2 separate regions of the Drosophila melanogaster genome follow, and region 2 is linked to region 1. Evidence: chromatin contacts called from public Hi-C data. All regions are on one chromosome and are shown on one strand. The core of a region is the stretch at or near the end of the contact, and the rest is flanking DNA. Distances in the headings are between cores, read along the strand shown. Region 1 holds the start of Epg5 (ectopic P-granules autophagy protein 5). Region 2 holds the start of puf (puffyeye).

Region 1 (5,280 bases), core at 714-3,213:
TGTAGGTCAGCAATCCTTCACCGATTGTCTTGACCAGTTGGGAAAAAAACACTACCACGGCGAGCATTTGCTGGGCCGTGATCATATCCGGTTCGATAATGTAGTCGTCTAGAAATTTTTCAATGCGCAGGGCCGAGCTAAGGATTAGATTTTTTAGAACCTAATCAAATTACACATGCAGACAATCGAACTCACGTAAAGATCTTCTCGAAAGGCATCTGGTTGAGCAGGGCGACCAGGTCACTTTCCTTCAGACCTACGCATTCGCCGGCGGGTGTGTGCGAGTCCTCGCCATCGGAATCCACCACTATCCAGCGATCAGTGGCTCCCGGCGTATCGGAAAGTTCGCGGTGAGCTTGAGCCTGACTCTTGAGATATTCGTTTCGTTTTTTCACGGGCATCAGCAAAATCTGCAGCACAGCCATGCAGTGGTTAAGTTCGGGCGAGTTTAGGTCAAGTGGCAGTTCGTTCTGTTGGGAACCACGGCGCACTGCTCGCGTTCCCGGCAGTTGCAGGAATTGGGCAGCCCAGGAGCCGACTCCATTGGGACAGCGCAGGATGTTAAATAGAAGGAACCAGTGATCCTCTCTCGTTGCCAGCAACAATTGCAGAGCAATCAGCTTGCGCAGCCATTCCTTGAGGTCTTTGTCGAAATTCTGAGAGGGTAAAAAGATATTAGATATGTTCTCTCACTCTTAACTTTAAAGTATTGATTTACTGCATTTGGACTGGGTCTGCGAACGAAGCTGAAAAGTATGGATATAGCTCGCCTTAGTTGGGAAACGCACTGCAGTGCCTCTCCAGATTGTGTGTGATGTAATGAAACCACCGAATGGCCATCCAAATTGGGATAGGTCAGCAGATCATTGATGATTTGGTCAACCTTTACTTTGGTTATCTTGGCTGTAATCGAGTTATTCGTATACGCGTGGCACACCAGGTCATATAGGCCAGTTAAAGACGTCTTGGCCACTTCTAGTTTAATGGGATCCACCTGTATCACACTGGAAAAGACATTTCGGTAAGCAATTCCATGATGGAGGTAAGACTTGACTCACTCGTAGGTGACGCATTCCTGGACCACATTGCCATCGCCGCAGGTTCCACTGAAAGTGCGTGTAACTGGCTGTCGGACCCAGATTTGTTTTTGGGACTCGGCGCAGCCCTTGCGCAGCTTCTCTACATCGTGCAGATTGGAGGTGATCTTTCCCTGCAGTTCATAGTATTCCATAACAGCCGCATACAGGGGATCCGCCTCGCTGGTCTCCAGCAATGAGTTCATTAGAAACTCCAACTCAAATTGCTTGGCCAGCTCCAGCTCGGGACAATCGTAAATTTGCCGCAGTTCCTCCGTGCTCAATAGCTTAATGTGACTCCTGGCTAGCGCGAAACCGGTGGGCGACTCCGCCTGTCGGTACACGATCTTAGCGGAATGCTCCTCCACTTGGGCGTTGGACAGCTGCATGGGCTGCAGGTTGGGATACTGAACGACGTGAACGGTCGTCGAGGGCGGGGCACTTGGAGCACTGGGTTGGGCCTCCGTTTCTGTGGGTTCCTGTGTTCCTTCTGGCTCTTGCGACGTTACTCCTACATCGCTGGAAATGCAGCACTCGTGGCTTATGATTGCCTCGCCACTGGAACTGCTGGCCAAGGTCGCAACGCGCTCGAATTCCTCCAACAGAGACACATTCTCCGCTGGTCTTTGTTCTTCACTTGTTGATAACTCAGCAGGTTCCTCTTCCTCTTTTTCGATCGGCACTCTGTTGCGAGACTTTTTGCTCTTCTGCAATTTCATTATTAGGTTCGTTACTTTTTACTGCCCACGACTCACCTCCTTTTTGGGCTTCTCCAACGTGGCCATGTTGTACGTTTGATTGCTTAGGGATCAGACTTTTTGCGTTTTATTTTCGCATTCTTTGGGGGGCCGCAAAAACGCCAAACAAAAAGACCCATAAATATAATAGTGATGGGAGAAACCGGAGAACAGCTGGGAGCAGTCACGATGGCTCACGAGTAAATAAAGCTGCTTTAAAATTCATGTTTATGTCAAATACAATGCTTGGTAAAATACCTAAACAGCTTATTTTATATTTTTATATTCATGCTTATACTTTGGATATCTAATTACAAATCCACTTCATTCCCCGCTTAACTTACGTCACGTAACAGTCGTGACTCACGCTGCACTCTCGTTGCCCTGGTCATCGCAGTTATCGATAGACCAATTTGATGGGCAGCACTGGCCAAGTTTAGAAAGTTTCAGCGCGCGAAAAGTAAAAATTGACGTTAGAAATGTAATTCTTTGTGTTTGTTTTTTATAAAAAATACGTTTATTTGTCTTTATTTATTGCATGCTGACACGCACACACATATGCGTTAAGTACATGCGAATGAAATGCGCGAGCAATTGCTCAACAACAGTCGCGCACAGAAAATCACAGCATCTTTATAGACATGAAACACTTGGCTAACTAACTTGCTCTATTCTACGGCTTAGCTTACGTACTACGGACTAAGTTTTAGGGTCAGACTATCTACGTATGCAACATAGTTAACCCTCAGAGCGCAGATCGCCCGGCCAGTTGGCGATACACTCCCGTTTCGCCCTCGCCCGGCACAATGTCCAATTGGATCCTACTGCTGTCGCATATCGACTGCTGATCCCCTGCTGATCCCGTTCCCTCGGAGGTGGTGAATACCACGGCGATGGGACTGCTCTTCTCCTTGTCCTCCGGCGAGGACTCGTAGCCGTGATTCACCTTCTCCGCCTTGCATGTGGTTGTCGTGGCCGAGGAGTCACTGCTGCTCCGCCCATTCAGTCCGGACTCCTCCTCGTGCTTCACGTAGTACGGCTTTCGGCCGGAGAAACGCTCGCACAGCCGAAAGATCAACGGATGCAGCAGCTTGCCGTCGTAGGCGTCATCCGGATGCTGAGTCAGCAAGCTGATCACTGTGCCAATGATCACGGTCAGTGCCGTGCCAATTAAACTGTAGTACATGAAGCTGATCGAGTAGAAGGTCTCCAGTCCGGATCTGCATTGGAATTAAGCGTACATTAATATCAGGATAACAAAGTTCTAGTGCACATTTTCACCAGGTGACGTACTATCTTACGCAATACTTTTAGAATAATTAAATTATCTCACCTTTCAGGTGCAATTGTGGGCTGTGTGGGCACAAAGCTCTGGTTGAAACCATCAATAGGCGTGTGCGACAACAGCCAGGGCATCTGTCCCTGTTCCACGATGGGCTTGCCAATGGACTGCGCGAAGGTATCGTTGGTGCAGCCCTACATTTTGTAAAGAAGCAAAGTATTAGGCATCAAGCTTAAAACGGAAATGCTTTAAAAACCCACATCTGTGGAGGTGGGCAGCAGGGGATTGTCCTTGGTAACGGTCATGCCACCGCCAATGATCCAAAGCACAAAGGCGCAGGCGGTGACCATGCCGGCGGAGGTGCCCTTCCAATTCGCAATCGGAACCATCATGGCCAGGATGAAGCAACCCAACAAAGGACCCGATGTGGCCGAGAACACCAGCAGCGAGGACTCAATAACGCCCGCCAGCAGACCAACTCCAAAGGCCACGCCCATAATAATCAGTCCACAGACGACAGTGATCGACTTCAGAATTCGTAGCTGCTGTTTGTCGGAGAGTCCCTTGAATTTCGGCAACTGTGAGATGAAGTCCTCCCAAATAACCGTTGCCAATGAATTCAGATTCGACACCATCATGCTGGAATGTTAGCTTGGATTAGTGAAAGAACTTTGTGAGAATGTGAGCTATTTACCAAAGGGCGCCATTGAACAGAGTGGCCATGAAAATGCCCACGAAACCGGGCAGAAAACCGAGCTGATCCTCCACAAAGAATGGCAGAATCTCATCGGGTTTCTTAATGTAGCCCTCGGCGTAGGGATCGCAGTTGATGTACGTGGAATAGATGACCATGCCAGAGATCCAGGAGATGGAAAAGAAGAAGAAGACCAAAGGCACATTGGTCAGCATAACTCTGCAAAATCAGATAAGATTTTTTAATTAATTAATAGATTTTCGTTAATAGGTGGTTCGCCGAAGATAGTCACTTACCGACGCACTTGCTTGAGCGACTTGAGGCTGACATAACGCTGCATAAAGTTCTGCTGACAGCCGATCTGGGAGAGGGACATGAACAGTTGGCCCAGCCAAGCCGATGTGGTATCCACTCTGACAGTCATATCGCCCGTGAAGTTCCAAAAGTTGAGACGTCCTGAAAATAGAAGGAACGAAGTCCTTAGTGCATGTTTATGGCGGGAAAAAGATTGAGCTGCCGTTAGAGGAGGAGCACGTGAAGGGATTCCCAGGAGCCCTACGATTGCCGCACAATGACAGCCAACAACTCAAACTCGAGTGACAAACGCTCCGCCGACACACATTTATTACTGTCGTCATGCGAGGCTGCCATTTCCTCCTTCCCACCTCGGATTCGGATGCCGCTGTTTTATGACACTTTTATCATCATCATTTATGTGCATAATGAGCCGACGCAGGAACAGAAGCAAAGCGAACGGCAATCCACAATGGATGCCATTTTAATAGTCATCATTCGTCAGCACTATACACACACACACACACACACACGCACACATCCTGGCAGCTGGCTAATAAGCTGCCATGATCAATCGAAACAAATCCCACACCCACTGCCACTGCTTACCATTGTCCCGATTTAGTTGGTAAACCTTCTTCACGCCGCCCGTAGAGATAGTTCCCTGGATACAAACCGCCACAGTGACAACCAGAATGGTCACTGTCTGGATGACGTCCGCGTTGATAGCCGCCTTCAGGCCGCCCTAATGAGTTGGAACAAGGGTGAAGAGGAATTTAAATATTTTCATCATTAAATCGCTGGCATTCCCGTGGCACAGCGATGAGCACAGTACGTACCATAATGGTGAAGAATATGCAAATGACGGCCATGCCCGTAATGGAGGCCCAGTAGGGTATGCCAATCACCGTCGAGAGGGCCACGCTGGGAGTGTACACGGTGATGCCAAGGTTGCAGATCTGCCGCACGATATATGTCGCCGATGCCAGGCATCTCACCGTGCGGCTCTTGAACCTAGAAAACGAAAGGAAAAGCAATGGATAAGGATAAGAATGAAGAATAAGAATATGGACGAAAACAGGAGCAGGTGAGTGCATCGTACTACTAAATTTAAGCAGCTCCATCCGTTTTTTTTTTTTGCTTGTTCTATATATATATATATTTTTTTTTTTAACTTTTAATGTGTGTCCCCTGCTC
Region 2 (5,280 bases), core at 1,698-4,197, 5.9 Mb after region 1:
CAATTGGCGCGGGAGCTGACCAGCTGGGCCAGCTCCTCCTCGCAAGGCGACACGTCCTCGTCATCGAAGTCAGCCAGGTTCTTTTCAGATTTGTTACTCATCGGGGATGAGTAACTGCCATCGTTCTCGGCACCACTGAGCAGCTCATTGATATTGGTCTCGATGGCCCTGATAAAAGGTCCCTCTCCCTGCAGATGCTTTAGCACGGCGTCGGGTACCAGCTGACTCGTAGCACCATCGCTGCACTCATCGCTGTCCGCTAAAAGTTCGCCCTCGCCATCACCATCGGCTTCGCCATCAGCCTCGTCACTGCTGGGCACATCTTCAACTCCGTCCCAAATCTCGACCAGCTCATGGGGCAGAATGATCTGTTTGTTGGTTTTTTGTCGCCGTCGCTTGTTGCTCGTCTTTTTGCGGCTGCGATGCAGTTGCAGCTCCAGTGCGGCCCGCGATTGCAGCTCCTCTTCACTGCTTGTGTTGTCGATAATGTTCACAATCCGTTTGTTCCTGCGTAAATTGGTAAAATAGGTGTTACTTATTACGTCAATACATTTCAGATTTTAAGAAGAACTATTTTACTTACACCAAGTCTACTTTGGCCATATCCTCGGGACTTATTTGCTTTCCCTTCTCGGTGGTGGGGTCACAGATGTGCCGCCTGTGCCGGGCCTGCTTGCATGGAGTAACTCCATCGATTGGACTCTTGTTACCAACACCTCCGCCGCCGCCACCGCTGGCAATGCTACTGTCGTCGGCGCCCACGTGGTCGTCCTCTGTGTTGCTGCCCTCAATGCTGCCGCTGTCAGAGCTGGAAGCGGTGACGTTGGACCCCAGCAGGTGGTCTTGCATCAGGTTCATCTGACTGCGTGAGGTATCACGAGTCCACAGCTGTTTTGTTAGCGCTGAGGCTATGTATATGCTCTGCTCAGTGTGCTCCTTGGGATCCATGCGGCAAAGGAGGGAGTAAAGGTGCATTGCCGGGCGCGGGGTCAGATTCTTCACCAGCGAAGGCAGGATGTCGAAGATCGTCTTTGAGCAGTGCTTCAGCTGGGTGGCTTGCCAGATCAGCTTGATGTCCTCTTCAGAGATCTGGTTCTCTACCGCCAAAAAGTTGAGCAGCACGTGTGCCTGTTTAACGATTTCTACGTGCAGATTCGGGCCAAACAGGTGCTGTACAATATGATTTTCAGTCAGCCAGTTCGCGATGCGCTGCCCGAACAGCTCCACTTCGTTGACCGTTTCGGTGGTGCAGATCTCGTTAAATAGATTAATGTGTGCGTTGATCTGGGCCATGCCTGGAAAATATTTGAAATCATTTACTCTTATTATATAATATTTATTGATAAATAAATATAATATTTCAGCATTATTCGAAATGTCCTAATTAAGTATGTCAACATCGTAGGACATACCTGCCAGTCGCATGGTTAGCGTGGTCGATGTGAAGTACTTAAAGGCCAGGGCCAATCCTTCGGTGTCGAAGTTGACAGCAACATCCAGTGGGTCTCGCATAGAGGACCACACAAAATCGGCCATCGCGCGGGTTGCGGCAGATCGGAGGCTCTGATCCGACAGCTTGCACATGTACTGCAGTATCCGACTTCGCAGCGGCACGAAGAGCTGAGTATTACAGTGATAGTTCAGCCAAAGTTTCACATTTGAGACGGCAGCGGTCATCGAGTGAGCGGTGGACACTGGCAGATCGGGATGTTCGAAGCACAGCGACATGGCGCCAAAGCCGCCCGAGTTGCAGAACAGGCTCACATTCCGCAGCAGATAGATGGGCAGGTCGTTGTCGTGAAGATCGCAGATGAGGGCCAGGTGGTGGGCCTCCTCAGCCTGCAGGTCGTCCAGCCGAGAGTGCATGCCATGTTTGTGGGCGATGTACAGCGGGAAGTTGAGCAGGAACACCTTTGAAACGAGCACCAACAGTTTCTCCACCTCGGGCAGGATCCAGGGCTCCTCTGTGTACTGCAGGTGGGATTTGTGCTGAGGATTGGCCGTTTGCGGGGGAGGGGGAGTGCAGGGGCCAACTGGCGGCTTTTTGGCTGGCCCGTCGCCGGAGCCCTGAGCCTCCTCACCGGCGGACCCAGATGGCTCCTCCTTCTTAGGTTCTTCCGCTGGCGCGGATGATTCCTTTGCCTCTGCCTGGGCTGACGCTTCGTCCCGCTGCTGTTCACGCTGCTGCTGGGCCTGGGCCACCACCTGGGCAGCACTGGCCGTTAGCCGCTTGTAGTTGTCGATGAGGTGGTCGATGTGCTTCAGATGCTGCACCGTCAGACAGATGAGCGACTGCACTACCAGGTTGAAACGGTCATAGTTCTTGGTGTCCCGGTACAGGCACATGCACTGACGCTGCGGCCACGACTGGATGTAGTTGAAGGTGGTCTCGATCTCGCTCTTCAGCAGCAGCTGGAACTTCAGATCCGAGCTGGCCACGCGCACCTCATCTGCAAAAGGAATTCGGAATACTATGTGTAAGCAGGGGGCAGGGGCTCCGGTGTTCGTCTTCATTCTATTTTTTTTTCGCAGTGCACTTTTCACTTACAGAGCTCCAGGAGATTCTGGAAGTCGGCGCACACCTCGCACATGGTGCTCCACTAGCTGCACACCGAATCGGTAGCTTCCAGGGGTTAGGGCCGCCTTGCCAGCGGCGACGACTCCTGGCCGTCTATGGAGAGTAGTCGGAGTCTGGGATACGCTGGCGGAGTCACGGTCTGAGTTGCGGGCACTTGCTCTTCTTGCTATTCGTTGGTCGCTCGGCTCGCTCCCGGCGGTCGTGCAATGCCATTTAGGATGGCGCCCTCGCCTCTCAACACGGAACACTGTTTTTCGGCAACAAAAAAATGATAATTCTACACTCGGACATATATATATGGTAGGGATATATATATATACAATTACAATCGAAGCAAGAGCCAGAGTTGGAGCGAAGAGGCAGGGGCAGGGTTGTCAGGCTGTGTGCTCTAAATGTTGTCGTCTATCGTTTATCGCTCTTTGGCGACGTTCTGGTATTTGCAAACGCACCATGTGTTTGCCCGCCAACGGTCACTCTGGCCAGCCACCGAATTTCTTGCGGGCCGCTAATATTTGTTTACATGCTAATTGTTGACTGAAAACCTTTATCACTGCAATGGAGGACAGCCAAATGGACACAAGCTCGCCGACAGAGTCCAGCTCCGAGGTGAACTTCACTGCGGAGGAGGATAAATCGCAGGAAACGCGTTCCGCAGCCGGCGTTTGTTACTGGTGAGCTCTTTGTATGGGTTTTTTGCTTGGCCGGCTCCCTTCTATTGACATTGTTTTTAGCGGCAAGGAGCGCAATCTCAATATTGTGGAGCTGCTGTGTGCCACCTGTTCACGCTGGGTGCACGAGACCTGCGTTTCCTACCAGCTTGGTAAGGGTAAACTTCTGCCCTTCATCACCAACTATGTGTTCGTCTGTAAAAATTGCTCTGCCAGCGGATTGGAGAGCTTTCGCAAGAGCCAGGCTAGTAAGTGCAAAGAAGCCCCGCACATTTATCCCTCTTGATAATAACAATATCCACTTCCAGCCATATCCCAGATGTGCCACTGTGCCATTGCCAACATGCAGCAGGCGGCTTCCAGGGACGGACGTCGCCAGATTCAGTTTAGCAAGGACAAGGAGATCATACCGTACATCGAACAGTACTGGGAGGCCATGACCACCATGCCACGCAGACTCACCCAGTCCTGGTACAGCACCGTCCAGCGATCTTTGGTCAAGGATGTGCAGACCCTGTTCACCTACGAGGAGCATGCGGAACATGGCGCCATGTACGGACTATTCCATCAGGATCTGCGAATCATCAAGCCCAACTACGAGAGCATGAGCAAGAGCGGCGCCCTGCGACTCACCGACGATGGATATACTCAAGGTGAGTGTAAATAAGATGATAGACATTTAAATCGATTTGAAGTCTATAATTTGAATGCTAAAAACTTGACCCCATGTGTTATCGAACGCTCAGTGGTAGAAAGCTAAATGAATTATCTTTTGGCGGCCAAATTGGCAACACTGTTCGACCAGCTGATTTTGGCACAGTGGTTTTTGTGTCGCCTATTCCGCTGCCTATTCGCTCCCCCTATTTATCGCCGCTTCCTTTCGCACGCTCTTTCGCAAGTGTTTGCCAGAGTAAAGTAACAACAACAACTAACAAAATCGCAATGCGGATCGTAGTTTCAGATTTGCACACACACAGAGAAAGAGAGAGAGAGAGAGAGAGCCCCACGTAGTCAGATTGTGGGCGGGGCGAAGTGGGGTGGGGTGGGGCTGGCAGAGGCGCGCTCAACTTGGCTCATTCATTACAAACAAATAGTTACGCTTGGAACACTTCGCCAGTGTCTCAGTGTGCGTGTGTGTGGTGCTCTTTCGGGGGAATTGATTGCGATTTGATTTTGAGCACTACGCAATTGCAAGGCCCCCGCTCCTTCAGTTCCATTGTGACCGGGTCCTGCTTCTGCTCCTGCTCATTCTCCCTCCGCGATGGCGTCATCTTTTACGGACGAGGAGTGTAAGCCCGGAAACAGCACCGACCCGAACTTTGCCCATTCATCTACATATGTCCCAGCAATCAATTTCCTTGGTGAACGAATTTCCTTGGGGATAGCTCCTTCTGGAAGCATTGCAGATACGCCCCAAGATCTACTCCACTATTACTATCACGCATTAGCTGTTTTTATATTTCCACAATACATGTCTATTATTGGATTTGTAACTAATGATTGATCCACATGCTTCCAGCTTCCCTCTCCAAAAACAATCGACAGAAAAGGAAATTTCCCGGCACGGATTCGGGTCCCACGGGCAAGAAGGGTCGGCCCAGTTCCGATATTACGGCCAATGTAAAGTTGCCACCGCATGGCTATCCATTGGAACACCCCTTCAACAAGGATGGCTATCGTTATATACTCGCCGAACCGGATCCACATGCTCCATTTCGTCAGGAGTTCGACGAGAGCTCCGATTGGGCTGGCAAACCTATCCCCGGCTGGCTCTACCGCATCCTGGTGCCACATTCTGTGCTCCTGGCGCTGCATGATCGGGCACCACAGCTGAAAATAAGCGAGGATCGGTTGGCGGTGACGGGCGAACGTGGTTACTGCATGGTCCGAGCCACACACTGTAACGTTATATATAGATATATATAGTTCCCTGAAGAAATCATAGTTATATTGATTATCTTTTCCCAGCTGTGAACCGGGGATGCTGGTACTTTGAGGTCACCATCGAAGAGATGCCCGACGGAGCTGCCACGC

What was found. A called contact is a pair of places that touch in the nucleus more often than the background predicts.
Region 2: a Hi-C map of the Kc167 cell line shows a contact between it and region 1, with 4 times the contacts expected there. The contact joins the promoter of puf here to the promoter of Epg5 in region 1. A contact is called at or near these places in 16 of 107 Hi-C or Micro-C datasets (the D17-c3 cell line, the Kc167 cell line, the ML-DmBG3-c2 cell line and 7 more).

Annotation. Positions count from the first base shown.
Region 1 is chr3R:18,756,910-18,762,189 of dm6, forward strand. It overlaps Epg5 (ectopic P-granules autophagy protein 5), which reads right to left and starts at 1,964. Exons shown (of 15, transcript NM_142495.4): 1 at 1,832-1,964; 2 at 1,059-1,783; 3 at 719-1,004; 4 at 196-656; 5 at 1-137. The coding sequence starts at 1,861. CG7720 reads right to left here. Exons shown (of 11, transcript NM_142496.4): 5 at 4,923-5,097; 6 at 4,693-4,828; 7 at 4,086-4,245; 8 at 3,790-4,008; 9 at 3,356-3,734; 10 at 3,147-3,289; 11 at 2,327-3,033. The coding sequence ends at 2,559.
Region 2 is chr3R:24,647,096-24,652,375 of dm6, forward strand. puf (puffyeye) reads right to left here and starts at 2,948. Exons shown (of 20, transcript NM_170158.3): 1 at 2,549-2,948; 2 at 1,413-2,450; 3 at 584-1,295; 4 at 1-507. The coding sequence starts at 2,591. ash2 (absent, small, or homeotic discs 2) reads left to right here and starts at 3,030. Exons shown (of 7, transcript NM_176558.3): 1 at 3,030-3,249; 2 at 3,310-3,494; 3 at 3,555-3,899; 4 at 4,766-5,146; 5 at 5,215-5,280. The coding sequence starts at 3,134.